Linked DNA regions of Anas platyrhynchos: region 2 is linked to region 1. The links are chromatin contacts, called in public Hi-C maps. All regions are on one chromosome and are shown on one strand. Each heading gives the region's core, a stretch centred on a gene start, on an enhancer-like site or on the middle of the called end of the contact. The rest is flanking DNA. Distances are from core to core; before and after follow the strand shown. Region 1 holds the start of TBC1D7 (TBC1 domain family member 7). Region 2 holds the start of MLH1 (mutL homolog 1).

Evidence for each region. A called contact is a pair of places that touch in the nucleus more often than the background predicts.
Region 2: a contact with region 1 is called in a Hi-C map of subcutaneous adipose tissue, with 1.6 times the contacts expected there. The contact joins the promoter of MLH1 here to the promoter of TBC1D7 in region 1. A contact is called at or near these places in 3 of 8 Hi-C or Micro-C datasets (liver, skeletal muscle and subcutaneous adipose tissue).

The regions. Positions count from the first base shown.
Region 1 is chr2:95,349,826-95,356,205 of IASCAAS_PekinDuck_T2T, forward strand. TBC1D7 (TBC1 domain family member 7) reads right to left here and starts at 3,588. Exons shown (of 10, transcript XM_013103895.5): 1 at 3,434-3,588; 2 at 2,391-2,595; 3 at 1,819-1,939; 4 at 1,011-1,091. The coding sequence starts at 1,930. LOC119716084 (a long non-coding RNA gene) reads right to left here. Exons shown (of 3, transcript XR_005263767.2): 3 at 4,121-5,608.
Region 2 is chr2:95,558,364-95,564,743 of IASCAAS_PekinDuck_T2T, forward strand. It overlaps MLH1 (mutL homolog 1), which reads left to right and starts at 2,331. Exons shown (of 20, transcript XR_011806813.1): 1 at 2,331-2,551; 2 at 2,939-3,029; 3 at 3,163-3,261; 4 at 3,805-3,878; 5 at 4,948-5,020; 6 at 5,908-5,999.

The DNA of each region.
Region 1 (6,380 bases), core at 2,338-4,837:
CTCAAGACAGCCAACGGAAAAGCAGGATGGCTGCAGAGGGCAGAAGACAGCAGCTTGCAGCCAACCTGCAGACAAACACTGCAGGTGTCTCCCTGATGAAGCAGCATCTCAGGTGTGACCACAGCTGTAATGATACAACACTTAGCATAGGAGTCACCCTCAAGCTTTTCAGCAGTGGCATGCTCAGCCACCAAGAGTGCAATAGGTCACATTTCTCTTTCAGAGATTCAGTCGCACAACCTAACTCCACAACCAGTACAACAGTGTTTCTTTACACTTGGTAACTCTATGGGAACCTCTCCAGATACCTGGTACAGGTCAGAACACCCAGGGCCTCCACAACCCCTCCTGTCCCCAAGCAGTATCACTTCATATCCAATAAATCTGACACACTTGACCACCTACTGCAAAGTCATTAATACTTTTCAATTGGTCATCTGACAGATACCCTCCAAAGAAAATTGAATTTTTCTTTTATTATTTATTTTTTATTATTGTTTCTGGGGATGCCATACTTTCTCTCTGGCCTCATAACTTCTTCACTGGCAAATACCATTCAAATACAGAACCAAAACCAGAAGAAATCTTCAAACCAAGAACACAAAGCTTCTCTTAAAAATAAACATCCATTTCCATAGCTTGCCTAGCTTTTCAAGTTTAATCACCACTTTACTTCAACTCAGTTGTGTTTTATTTTAGGAACAGAACTGAAAACCTTATCAAGTATCAGTGCCTTAAAAACCACCTTTTAAATCCATTCCAATAGACTTACTTGGATAACGTTAAGCCTAAAATACACTCTTCTCTGTACACTTCTGCAAAAGTTCTCAGGAAGTATGCATGTGATGTTAAGCTTTATAACTGCTATTGTGCATCCACAGTAGATGTAAAAATAGACTAAATATGTCAGTAAACGAGAGTACAGCACTTATGACATGGATTATTCTGAGAGAGAGAGCACATTCTACGTGCTCATTTCTTCGGAGAATAACAGATGCTATGTTTCATACCTAAAAGAACCTTCCACACCAGTATACGATACATGGATGGGAGAGGGAACCTTTGACTAAACGTGCAAAGCTTCTCAATATCTGTAGAGAAATAAAAAAAAAAAATGAAGAAAAACATTAAAGTTTAATATATCAATAGTTCCCAGTCTATGAATTACCTAAGTATGACAAGCAGATAGAAATCTCCACTTTCATGATTCGTTACTTACAAATGCTTTCACCACTTCAGTTGGGAATAGAATGCGCTATATAAACTAACAGTATTTATTCTGGAAAATAATGTACATTAGCTTGATTTACAACAAAACTATAGCTGCCCCAGCTTTCACTAGGAAGAAACTACCATTTTTATAGGCATTTTGTTGCGATGTTGTTAAGTCAAAGCAATTAAGCGCTCTGTTAAAGGGACAACTTTTATCTTTTTATTCCATTACAGGCATTCCTCAAAGACCAACAGCAATAATAAAATCATCATTTTGAGGTTAGACGGAACTAACAGCATAATACGCATTTATGTATACAGCATGATATGTATTTTCAGATAAAATCGTTTTCACTAATTGTTTTCACTTAAGCATAGAGAATGAGAGAAAAAAACATGCAAGCACAGATCCTTAATAGTTTTTACAATTTATATCCTCAACTCCTTGAAACTCAAAGGACTGCTAGTACAAACTGAGAGATTAAAGGTAAAGGATGAAAAACTTTAGTGAGTATTAAGCGCAGCTGTTACAAAGCATCCATTATACCCTCCCCTACCTGATGCTAAATCACCAAATGAACAGAGGAAAGAATGAAATTGACTTGCCCAATCGGTCATCTTTTAACAAAATTTCCAGTGACTTCTTCTCTTCAACTCCACGAAATCCCACTTTTTCATAATACACAGAGCGAAAGTTTCTCTGAGAGTCGTCAGCCATGATTGATTTCTTTTGGAGAAACAGTAATTCCCCTTTTGAGTTACAAGTATAAATTCATATTATGTTAAAGTCAAATACTGCTGCACACTGATAAAAACTGACTGCCTACGTCTCTATAATATTAATAAACTCTACAGAATATGAAAGTCTTCCAAGATTTTCTACATCATATGCTAACATAAACAATCATAAAAATAAATAAAAATAAAAACTGGACCTAAACAAGATCTAAATATATACAATTTTGAAATGAAAGAGTGATTTTTTTACACTATTATTCCTGCAGTAAATTACATTACAGTTTCGAAACACGCTGGAGAGTCTCTTCTTAGGTGATTTCATATATTTCAAAACTAATATAAAACTACATTTAAGAGCCTGACATAATGTTGGCTACAGAAATTCTAACCGCATGCAACCGTTATACAAATAAGTAAAATTCATCAGGTTTCATACTCACCAGACAAGGTAACCAGAGGCAAGAGCAATCCAACGTTGGCTTCAGTAACACAGAAGTGATAGGAAAGGATAAGGCTAGATCTGTAGTTTTGTTCTTAAGTTGCAGATTTGAATTAAATGTTCATGTTGTTATCAGGCACCGTAACACCCCCACTCTTGAGCTCGTCATTCTGGTACTAAACGGACATAACTGTCTCATCCTTGCACTGGAAACAATGGTAAATTATTGTAGCGAGAACTATGTGTTTCATAACAAACATTTATACTTCAATGCAGCTCAAACCTTTACATATCAATTCTCTCCTCTCCTTTGCAGGCTTACAAATACGATAAAACTACGCTTTGTAACTCAAAAGAGTTACAAACAACCTCAACTTTTAAGCCCAGTGACAACAGCAAAATTTGGAGAAAAATTATTTGTTTTGAGGGACAGTAACAGGTGAATTATATATCAAAAACGTTTCCTAGTTAAATTATTCTTTTCCTTGCTAAACTGAAGCACACACAATAGGAGCACAGCATTTGCAGATATAAGGTCACATTTTTTCAAGCAGCAAACTCATATATGCACTAGACCTATTTGTTTTTCAAACTAAGTCCATTCTGAGTGCTTTGTAGGATCATAGTCAAGACCAACCGGAAAAATATAAAGCAGCAAAGGCCTGAATTAATACTGAGATCAGACAAATACCATCTCCAAGCCAGAGGAAAAAATATTTATATTACTTGCAGGATATTCCAGTTACACGCTGTCCCCATGAAAATGACTGTGATATTCACGCATTGTGCATTTAAGGGCTCAGCAGCCCTTACAAGCTGAGTTCAGGCGGTACAGACGCTCAATTACCCTTAAAATATTTGTTTGACTTTAATACGCGCTACTTAGAAAACGTTCAGCCTCTACCATTCGCGGCGAGCTGACAGTACAGCCATAGAACAGGAACAACACACCGACTATGAGCACCACCTATAAGAAAGAACCGATGCGATCCTAATTACGGTAATTAATAACACACAGACACACACCCCCTTCTCTCCCCTCACCAAACCCCGGGGCCGGGCCCCCATCTCCAGGAGCCGGACGCGGCCCCACACAGCGGCTGGGTAGCGCGCGGCGCATGCGCGGGCACCGCCCACACGGTGGCGGTTGAGCCGCGCCCCGCGTGACCAGCGGTTGCGCTGCGCCCTGTAGCGGGGCGCGGGGGGACGGGACAAAGAAGGGTTAAAAACTCCAAACCCAAAAAAAAACAACAACAAAAAAAAAAAAAAAAAGAAAAGCAAACCGTCATCCCTCATACAAGTTCTACCCACTCTGTGTTATTTACTATTTTATGCTTAGCAATGTGGGCTATCCACTGTGACGGGGAGGGATGGTTTAGTCACAGTAACCTGTGGAAAGCTGTTGGGCTTTGCAATGAGATTTCCTCTGTGGCCGGCGCTAAAACTTCCACCTCTCACATCAGATGAAGGCCCTCACGGGGGGAAGGCCAGCACCCAAAAATCACCCTGTGCTGCCAAAATTACGGGACACCGTGTTTTAATTTCTTCATGTTTTCGTTGTTCAGAGTTTTGAGATCTGGCCAGTATTATGCTGCCCGACTGCAAGAGACAGGCAGATTCTTTTACCAGAAGCTGAGTTTTCAGCTCACGGTCCCTTTCTGGAAGCAGGAACATTAACCATCAAATACCTCAGCCAGCAACGCTGAGACTTCAGAATGCTAGATCCCCTCCAGACAGCTTTTTAGGTTCCTATAAGTGGCCTGTTTTCAAGCAGACAGAACTTCCCTTTCTATCATCCTGAGCAACGCTTTTTGGATGCCTAGAGGAAAGCACGCTGCTGCACAATGGGCACGCTTTTGTTGGAGCCAGCTCGTCGAGGAATGATGGTGTGGCCTCACAAATGTGTTTGTTGAAGTAATTCTGCACAGCAGCAGGTGGCAGCCTGGTGCCATTTTTTGCAGTTTTCAAACATTGGCATTGTACGCATCTTTTGTCGATAGGTGGCAGTTGCCTCTGTGCGAGACCCCTTTGGTGCTGCTGGCAGCTAACAAGTATCACAAGATTCAGGAAAATGCTACAGAAGTTCAATCACATCTCTGTCATTTAAAAGTACTTATTCTTGACCTCGTCAATATGTGTCACATAGCTTTAGTGGTGCTCTAAAAAGGGCTAAAGCTAGCACAATTCGTTTTAACACTGTTCATTGTACAGCAGATTCAAAAATATTTTAAGCAGCTGAGCTACCAGGTGCTGTACTGTGGATTTGTATCAGGTTAATACAGTAATGATGGCTTTGATTAATCAAATGAATAGTAAAAATAAGTCCGAAAAGTTTAGCTGCATGAAAATATAGCATAAAATCAATACCACCACCCAAAAAAAAATAATAATATGCTCCCCCTAGAAAAGTTTCTAAACTACATATTACAGGTTTCTCAGTCACATTTCTGAAACACACCATTTTTCTTAATGGTGTCTGTAAACAGTTTCTAACATTTATTTAATAGTTTATAGTGGAATCCCAGCCAAAGCCAACTGTAAATCTGACTACCAGTCACTATATTTAGATCACTAGGAAATTAATTAAAGAAATTAATTAGAGACTTTTCAAAACATAATCAAAATTAAAAGCATAGGCTTAGCATGAACTGCTAATGATGACAAAGACCATTGTTTGGTGACAGATATAAAGCGAAAAAAAAGCCTACAAACCTATTTTTTTTAAGGAAAAAAAAAAAAAAAAAAAAAAAAAAAAAAGCCCTATCAACATTTGGACATACTTACCGTTTTCTTTATTTTATTTATGTTTACTATATTTTATTTATATTTATCCATCTTTATTTAACAGCCCTACTTCCTCACAACTACCCTTGTACATCCACCTGCACTGAAAATGGCTAAATGACTGTATGTGCTGTAAATCAGTGTTGCAAAGCACACAGGTGATTGCATTACTTAAATCAACATATTAAACTGTCTACATGTTCATAAACCGAATAATGATCTGATGATCTGATTGTCCTTTGTCTAGGGAAATGAATTATTTTCATTCTTACCAATGGAATCTATTTGTTGCCATTGTAAATGAAAGCAGAATTTCATCATGAATAGCTGCAGGAGTCAACCAGCTGAGTGAAAGACTGTTTATAATAACATTGATTGGTTAAATTATCTTTAATCAATAATACCTTCCAAGGCATCTCTCGGAGCAATAATAACCTAAAAAAAAAAAAAAAAAAAAAAAACATACAAACTAATATTTAAGTGCAATAACATCCAAAAAGATATAACACATAACAGATAAAAGGGGAACAGGTTTGGAATTGACTTGGAATTATCTCAGATAGCAGAGCCAAAATCATTAGCATCCTGGTAGCATACTGCATCTCTCACCTTTATCTGTTAATTTGAGTATTAATGCATTTGTATTTTCTAGTAATAGGTCTGTATTGAAAAAGTGAATTACTCACTGACATACAAAGTCACATGAGAAGGAAGCCAAAAGGGCATTGCTAATGTTTTTATTTCTTGCAAGATATGAACTGTATTGTTCCCATGGTTCATGAAAAGTAATGCTTTTGCTCTTAAAGCTGGAATAATTTTATGGGAGTTTTATGCTGTTGAATATTATAGTTCTTGGAAAGTGTTTTGGGCTTTGTTCTCTCATGTATGCCTGACCTATCAGTGGAATTGCAGATGGTTACTGGAAGCACACCTTATTGTGTGAAATTACCAAAAGAAGATGAAAATGCAAAGCAATGGAACACTGATTTTACACAGCACAGAGGTCCATATTTCTATGTCATTAAATGCATATTGTAACATACAAAAAATAAGCAGTTTTCAGGTGAGTTTCATTTGCTCTGAACTAACTGAAGATGCACTTCCTTTTTTAGGGATGCTTGGCTGAGGATATCTTCACTGTATATCAAAACCAATGCATACTTTCAGTTTGCTGATGCACCATCCCTTGTTCCTATTGTAGTAGTAC
Region 2 (6,380 bases), core at 1,081-3,580, 210 kb after region 1:
AAGGAACACAGAGGTGTTGGTCCTCCTTGTGGTAAGAGACTACAGTGTAGATAATTTGGGAGGAACCACCAGACCTTCCTTTCTGCTGTTTTGGCACTTGCCAGGTAGTGCCTTGCCTTGAGATCGGGTGGAGGGGAATTTTATTTTATTTTATTTTATTTTATTTTATTTTATTTTATTTTATTTTATTTTATTTTATAGGTGCTAACTTTTGCCATTGGCGAAACAGTTCTGATGTTGTGTTCCCATCTGATTGTGGGACACCGACACACAATATCATTCCACATCTGTTTCCTTGTATTCTTTTGGAATACAGATGCGTGTGATATGCACCCCTCTGCCTGCCAGCTGCTGCTGCTCCTGAATTTCTGCGAGGGGCTGGGCTTCTACCACCTCCCTGCTTTCTGAATCTGGCTCAAATTCAATCTTGGAGTCTGTTGACTCTCTCCAGATATTTCCATCCCATTCCCAGGACTACCGGCCTCCTTGCAAGGCAAGACACCTTACAGCAAGAGACAGCCACTCCATGTTTCACACTCTTAACCCTCAACACCCAGAAAAAATGGCTTTGCTTCATGCTTCACATGTTTCTTGCAGGAACTGTGTCTTCTTCATGCCTTTGGCCAAGGCATGTGGTACCTTGTAAAACCCCTTGTTTGAAGTGACACCTGTGATGGTGTACCATCACCTGTGCTATGGGGACTAAAAGAATTAAAGCAGGTTCTTTAGGGATACTGAGTAGAATGTGGACGCCACTTAGTTGCGGTTATAATTAGACCTACATTATTAGATAGATTTTTTAGCAATCACCATGGCTTTTTTATTACGTAAGATTTTTGATCACCTAGACACTCTGCCACTTGGGTCAAATTCTTAATAATCATGATCTAAATTCAGAATACATATAAAATTACATGAGTTACTCAATCCTCAGAGGAAACAAGATGATGTTGGCAGTGCCCCTGGCCATGGGGGTCACAGGTTTTGCTGCCCAGCAGCAATTCTGACCTAAGTTCCACTGATAGCTGCTGGGTTTGACGGGTGGTATCTCAAATGCTGCTTTGCTCCCTTGCTTTGTAACGGGTGTCACCATATCTTAGAGACTCCATGCCCAGGGCTTTCACAGTGCTGGTGGGCACATGTGCTTCCAAAAATCATGCAGAGAGGTGGAAGGGGTGACTTGTGATCAGCCTGCCGGCAGATAGCAGCTGCATGCTTCATGAATTTAACTGTATGAAGTTCAACGAGGCTAAGTGCCGGGTCCTGCACCTGGGGCACAACAACCCCAAGCAGAGCTACAGGCTGGGAGATGAGTGATTAGAAAGCTGCCTGGCAGAGAAGGACTTGGGAGTATTGGTTGATAGTTGGCTGAATATGAGCCAGCAGTGTGCTCAGGTGGCCAAGAAGGCCAACAGCATCCTGGCTTGTATAAGAAACAGTGTGGCCAGCAGGGCTAGGGAAGTGATTGTCCCCCTGTACTCGGCTCTGATGAGGCCGCACCTCGACTACTGTGTTCTGTTTTGGGCCCCTCGCTACAAGAAGGACATCGAGGTGCTTGAGCGAGTCTAGAAAAGGGCGATGAAGCTGGTGAGGGGTCTGGAGAACAAGTCCTATGAGGAGCGGCTGAAGGAGCTGGGATTGTTCAGTCTGGAGAAAAGGAGGCTCAGGGGTGACCTTATTGCTCTCTACAGGTACCTTAGAGGAGGCTGTAGCGAAGCGAGGTGGAGGTTGGGCTATTCTCCCACATGCCTGATGACAGGACGAGGGGGAATGGGCTAGAGTTGCACCAGAGGAGGTTTAGGTTGGATGTTAGGAAGAACTTCTTTACTGAGAGGGTTGTTAGGCATTGGAATGGGCTGCCCAGGGAAGTGGTGGAGTCACCATCCCTGGAGGTCTTTAAAAGACATTTAGATGTAGAGCTTAGGGATATGGTTTAGTGGAGGACTGGTTAGTGTTAGGTCAGAGGTTGGACTGTGTGATCTTGAGGTCTCTTCCAACCTAGATGATTCTGTGATGAAATGGCGTTGGTTATGCCAACCATATTGCCAGGTGTCAGGAGCAGGGGGGGACTGGTCTCAGTTTACTCCTCTGGATGTTTTTTTATTTTTTATTTTTTTCTTTCTGTAAAGTGAAAACTGTTTTACAGATCGCTGTTAGCACGTTACAATTAACGATGATCCCAGACAGGAAGACAGGTGAGGACGGACCTCCCCTCCCCGCCACCACGAGGCCGTCCCCCAGCCCTCCGCCAATCGCCGCGCGGGGCGGGAGGGCGGCCGAGTGATGGACACTTGCCTCACCCAATTGTGGGGCGCGCCGCCTATTGGCGCAAACGGGCGTGGGGGCGACTGTTTCCCTCCAACGTCCCAAGCCCCTGAGGCGGCCGCCATTTTCTTGCCTCCCCCTCTCGTGGCGGGCCGGGCTCCGCTCCTGTCGCGGCGGCGATGGCCGGCGTGATCCGGCGGCTGGATGAAGCTGTGGTGAACCGCATCGCGGCCGGCGAGGTCATCCAGAGGCCGGCGAATGCCATCAAGGAGATGATAGAGAACTGGTGAGGCGCTTGCGGTGTCTCAGAAGGGGCGGACTCTCCGGGTTCGGGCTGCAGCCCGGGCGCTGAGGCTAGTCGAAGGAGCCGGGCGTGTGGAGGGCAGCAGCTGAGCGGTGGGAGAAGGGGTCGTTCCGGGGCTGGACACCCTCCTGGCTCTCTGGGCTTTCTGAAACCGTGTCTGAGCTGTGAATAGTGGGTTAGAATCGTTCATATGGCTGCTAGAAGAAAAAGGAAGAAGGCGGCAAGCGCATCTTTGGAACAGAAGTTCCAATGTGTCTGAAAACTAGAGTAGAAACATCAGTTATATAAAAACAATTTAAAATTCCACTTTCGATAGCTATTTATTCTCTAGAATGGCTGTTCTATACTGTGCTTTCTCGCTTTCCACAGCTTGGATGCTAAATCTACGAATATCCAGGTAGTAGTTAAAGAAGGTGGTCTGAAGCTCATCCAAGTCCAAGATAACGGCTGTGGTATCAGAGTGAGTACCAACAGCTCTGTGCTGATGTCTTGTATAACCTCTTAACACTTACGTAGATCTATAAATGTTTCTGATCTTGAAAAGAGTGGGAACAGAATATAGCTGTTATTATTTTCTTATCCCTGTTATATAGAAAGAAGATCTCAACGTTGTATGTGAGAGATTTACTACGAGTAAACTACAAAAATTTGAAGACTTGTCTAGTATTTCTACATACGGTTTCAGGGGTGAGGTAAGCTCTTCAGCAAGGTTTTGAAATTGTTTATTGATGCCTTTCTGTAGTGCAGAATTCACATAATTGCTCATTCACAAAACTATGCTGATTTCTGAGAATCTGCCTTCTGAATGTAGTTCAAAATATATTTATGTGTCTTTTAAGAATATATGGATTCCTAGTGAGAGGTATATATTCTTTTTTGCTTTCTGGAGTAAGAGGTTATTTAAGTAAAACAATACCTGTCTTTTCAAGCGTTGCTTCAGGAACGTATAGGTGAAAGGCAATGGAAGTTTTGACTGGATGGTAAATCAATGATGACAGACTTTTTGCTAAATGCAGTACTTAAGGCCAAAAGAAAGTTCTGGATAAAGTCTGGTTTTATAGGTACTGAAAGTCATAAAGGCTTTACTGACCCCAGTGACTTTTTTACAGGGGCTTTTATTAATTATTTGCAGATGGTATATGAGAATTTTGTGGTGCTCTTTGGAGCTTGTATGCTTCTTCAGCTATCAGTGACATCTAGAGCAAGGTTTACAAAGATGCTTTTTCTTTCTCTAGGCATTGGCTAGCATCAGTCATGTTGCCCATGTTACGGTAACAACTAAAACAGCTGATGCAAAGTGTGCATACAGGTATGCTAGTTATGATCCAGGTAACTTCTGCTGTAGATAATAACAAACAGATGTGTTTCATGTTCTTTTCAGTGCTCTTATTGGTGGGAATGGGGACACTGAATGCTTTGTTTCTAGGACAGTTCCAAACAGGGCCCAGAATATAAGAAAACACAGTTTGAATGATTTTTATTGCAGACTGTAAGGGTAGGCTTTACCTAAACAATATAATTTAAACGTGCATGGGGGAAGTTTTAAAAGGAATTCTACTTCAGCAGGCAGTGTAGGGTTAACTTTTATCTTTCACATTTCAGGATAAAATGTATGTACACAGCCTGCAAGTCTTGCAAATTTCATAGGTCTCTGAACACAGAAACATTTTGTTTCATGATGCTATCCAAAAAGGGTTTTGAATATCCTCCTGAAGACTTGAGCTCTAAACATAAGCAAAAATAAGCTTATTAGTGTCTCAGCTATTTTTATGAAAAAGAAGGAAAAAAGTTTACATCTTGACTTTTTTTTCAAAAGACTGTATGATGATGGTCTTTCTTTTATTAATTATGTAGGGTATGTAAGAGGTCAAAAGAAATGTGTCCTTAGGAAGTCACGCAGATGCAGAATTTCAGAAAGAGCTAAATGGATCAGAAATCTTTTATGGTCAAAATCCTGTTATTGGCCCAAAAGGAAACACATCTTATGTATAAAGTCAGTAATTTATTATTAGTATAACTGAAGTGTGAAGTCTAGTGGAAGAATTATTATTAATGCAGGTCTAGTTATTAAAGAAAGCTGCAATTATCCTACTATTACAATATAATAATCCTACAATTACAGGAACAGCTTGAGTAGTACAATCTCAAAGTACTTATTCTGTTATCTACTACACATTCTCTGCTGTTACTCCCACTCTCCTGCGGCCTTGATGGGCCCTGAGGTCAATACAGCCAGTTTTCTGCTAGCAGAAAGGAAGAAGCTGCAGCCAATTCACAGCAATCCAAGTTCTTTCTGGGAGAAGTGTGGTGATTGGTTTCTGTTGTCTTCCACCCAATCCTGGCAACTGTCTGACAACTTATTTTTATTTTCTGCCTAGAGCTTCTTACAGTGATGGAAAAATTAAAGCCCCTCCAAAACCCTGTGCTGGAAACCAAGGGACACAGATCATGGTAAGGTTTTTTTGTATGTTATCCTGCTGTTCCCTGGTCTTTGTTTGTACCACTTACTGGTATGTGTTGCATTGCAAGGGAAGAAGTGGGGCATATTGCACAAAAGTGGAAAGTTGGGGAGAGACAGGCAGGCAGATCCTCAGTTGGTCTTGTGGTGAGATGATGTGACTGCAGATGTTAGCATGTGATCAGGATGAGACAGAAGGCTGTGATAAAGAAAAGCAGGGAGCTCAAAATAGAAAGAGCAATGTGTGTTGCAAGGTTTAGGGTGGGAGGTAGAAGCCAGCCCGGCCAAAGGGTCTGCAGGTGTGTGCTTGCCTTGCAGTGGGAATACGCGCCCTCCAGGCTTTGCGTGTGAATCAGCTGTAGATTTACGTTTGTGTTTTTATACAGGATAACATAGAGTAAACTTCAAAATTCTGCTTTTCTCACTACAGAAAAGAAAAATAACTTGCATGCTGTTTCAATAAATAGTGAAAATTAACAACTTAAGTTGTTGTTTTAATAACATTAATAGCCCTGATTGCAACAGCTGTTTTAAAGTTTATTTGTGGTTCATGATAACAATTTAATTAGGGAATCCATTGTTGTCAGCAATGGAAGGAATATAATTTTCACTGAAAAGTGAATACTTGTACAGGTGGTGGTGTTTTTTTTTAAAAACAAAACAAAAAACGAATGTACTAAAATATATAAAGCTATGTATTTCTCTAGAGTTTAAACTTGTTAGGTAAACCTAAGCAGGTAAGGAAAAAAATCAAATGCGGATTCTTCAAAAACTTAAATGTTCTTAGAAAATTTTGTAGTATATATTCGAAAATTATCTTAATTATATAGTGAGAGGAGACTTCTTCAATGTTTTTTAATTGTGATAATCTTCTCTGTAGGTTGAAGATCTCTTTTACAATATAAATACACGGAGGAAAGCTTTAAAAAATCCAAGTGAAGAGTATGCAAAAATACTAGAAGTTGTTGGCAGGTAAACTGAAATAAGAAACTCCAGTTTCTAGTGATGTGGAGAGCACTGTTTTGCTTGCTTGTTTTCAGAGGTATTGGTATATGCATGTATGGTATTTTTTGTTGTTGTTTTTCCACTTTTTTTTAAGCGTATGGTGTTGGATAACAGTTAACAGTCCACTTTGATAAAGAAAAAAACAGGAAAAATAGTATATTCACTCCATGCCTCTTATTACCAAGAATCCCAGCAAACAATTGATGATAGACTGAAACGAGTGAACTCTCAATGAACTTGGGATGAAAAGAATCAATGTAAAAAACATGTAAGAGTATTGAGGTTTGGCTGAAAAAGAAAAGGCTGAATGGCAATTTCACTTTTTTTTTTTTAACAGAAAACAACAAC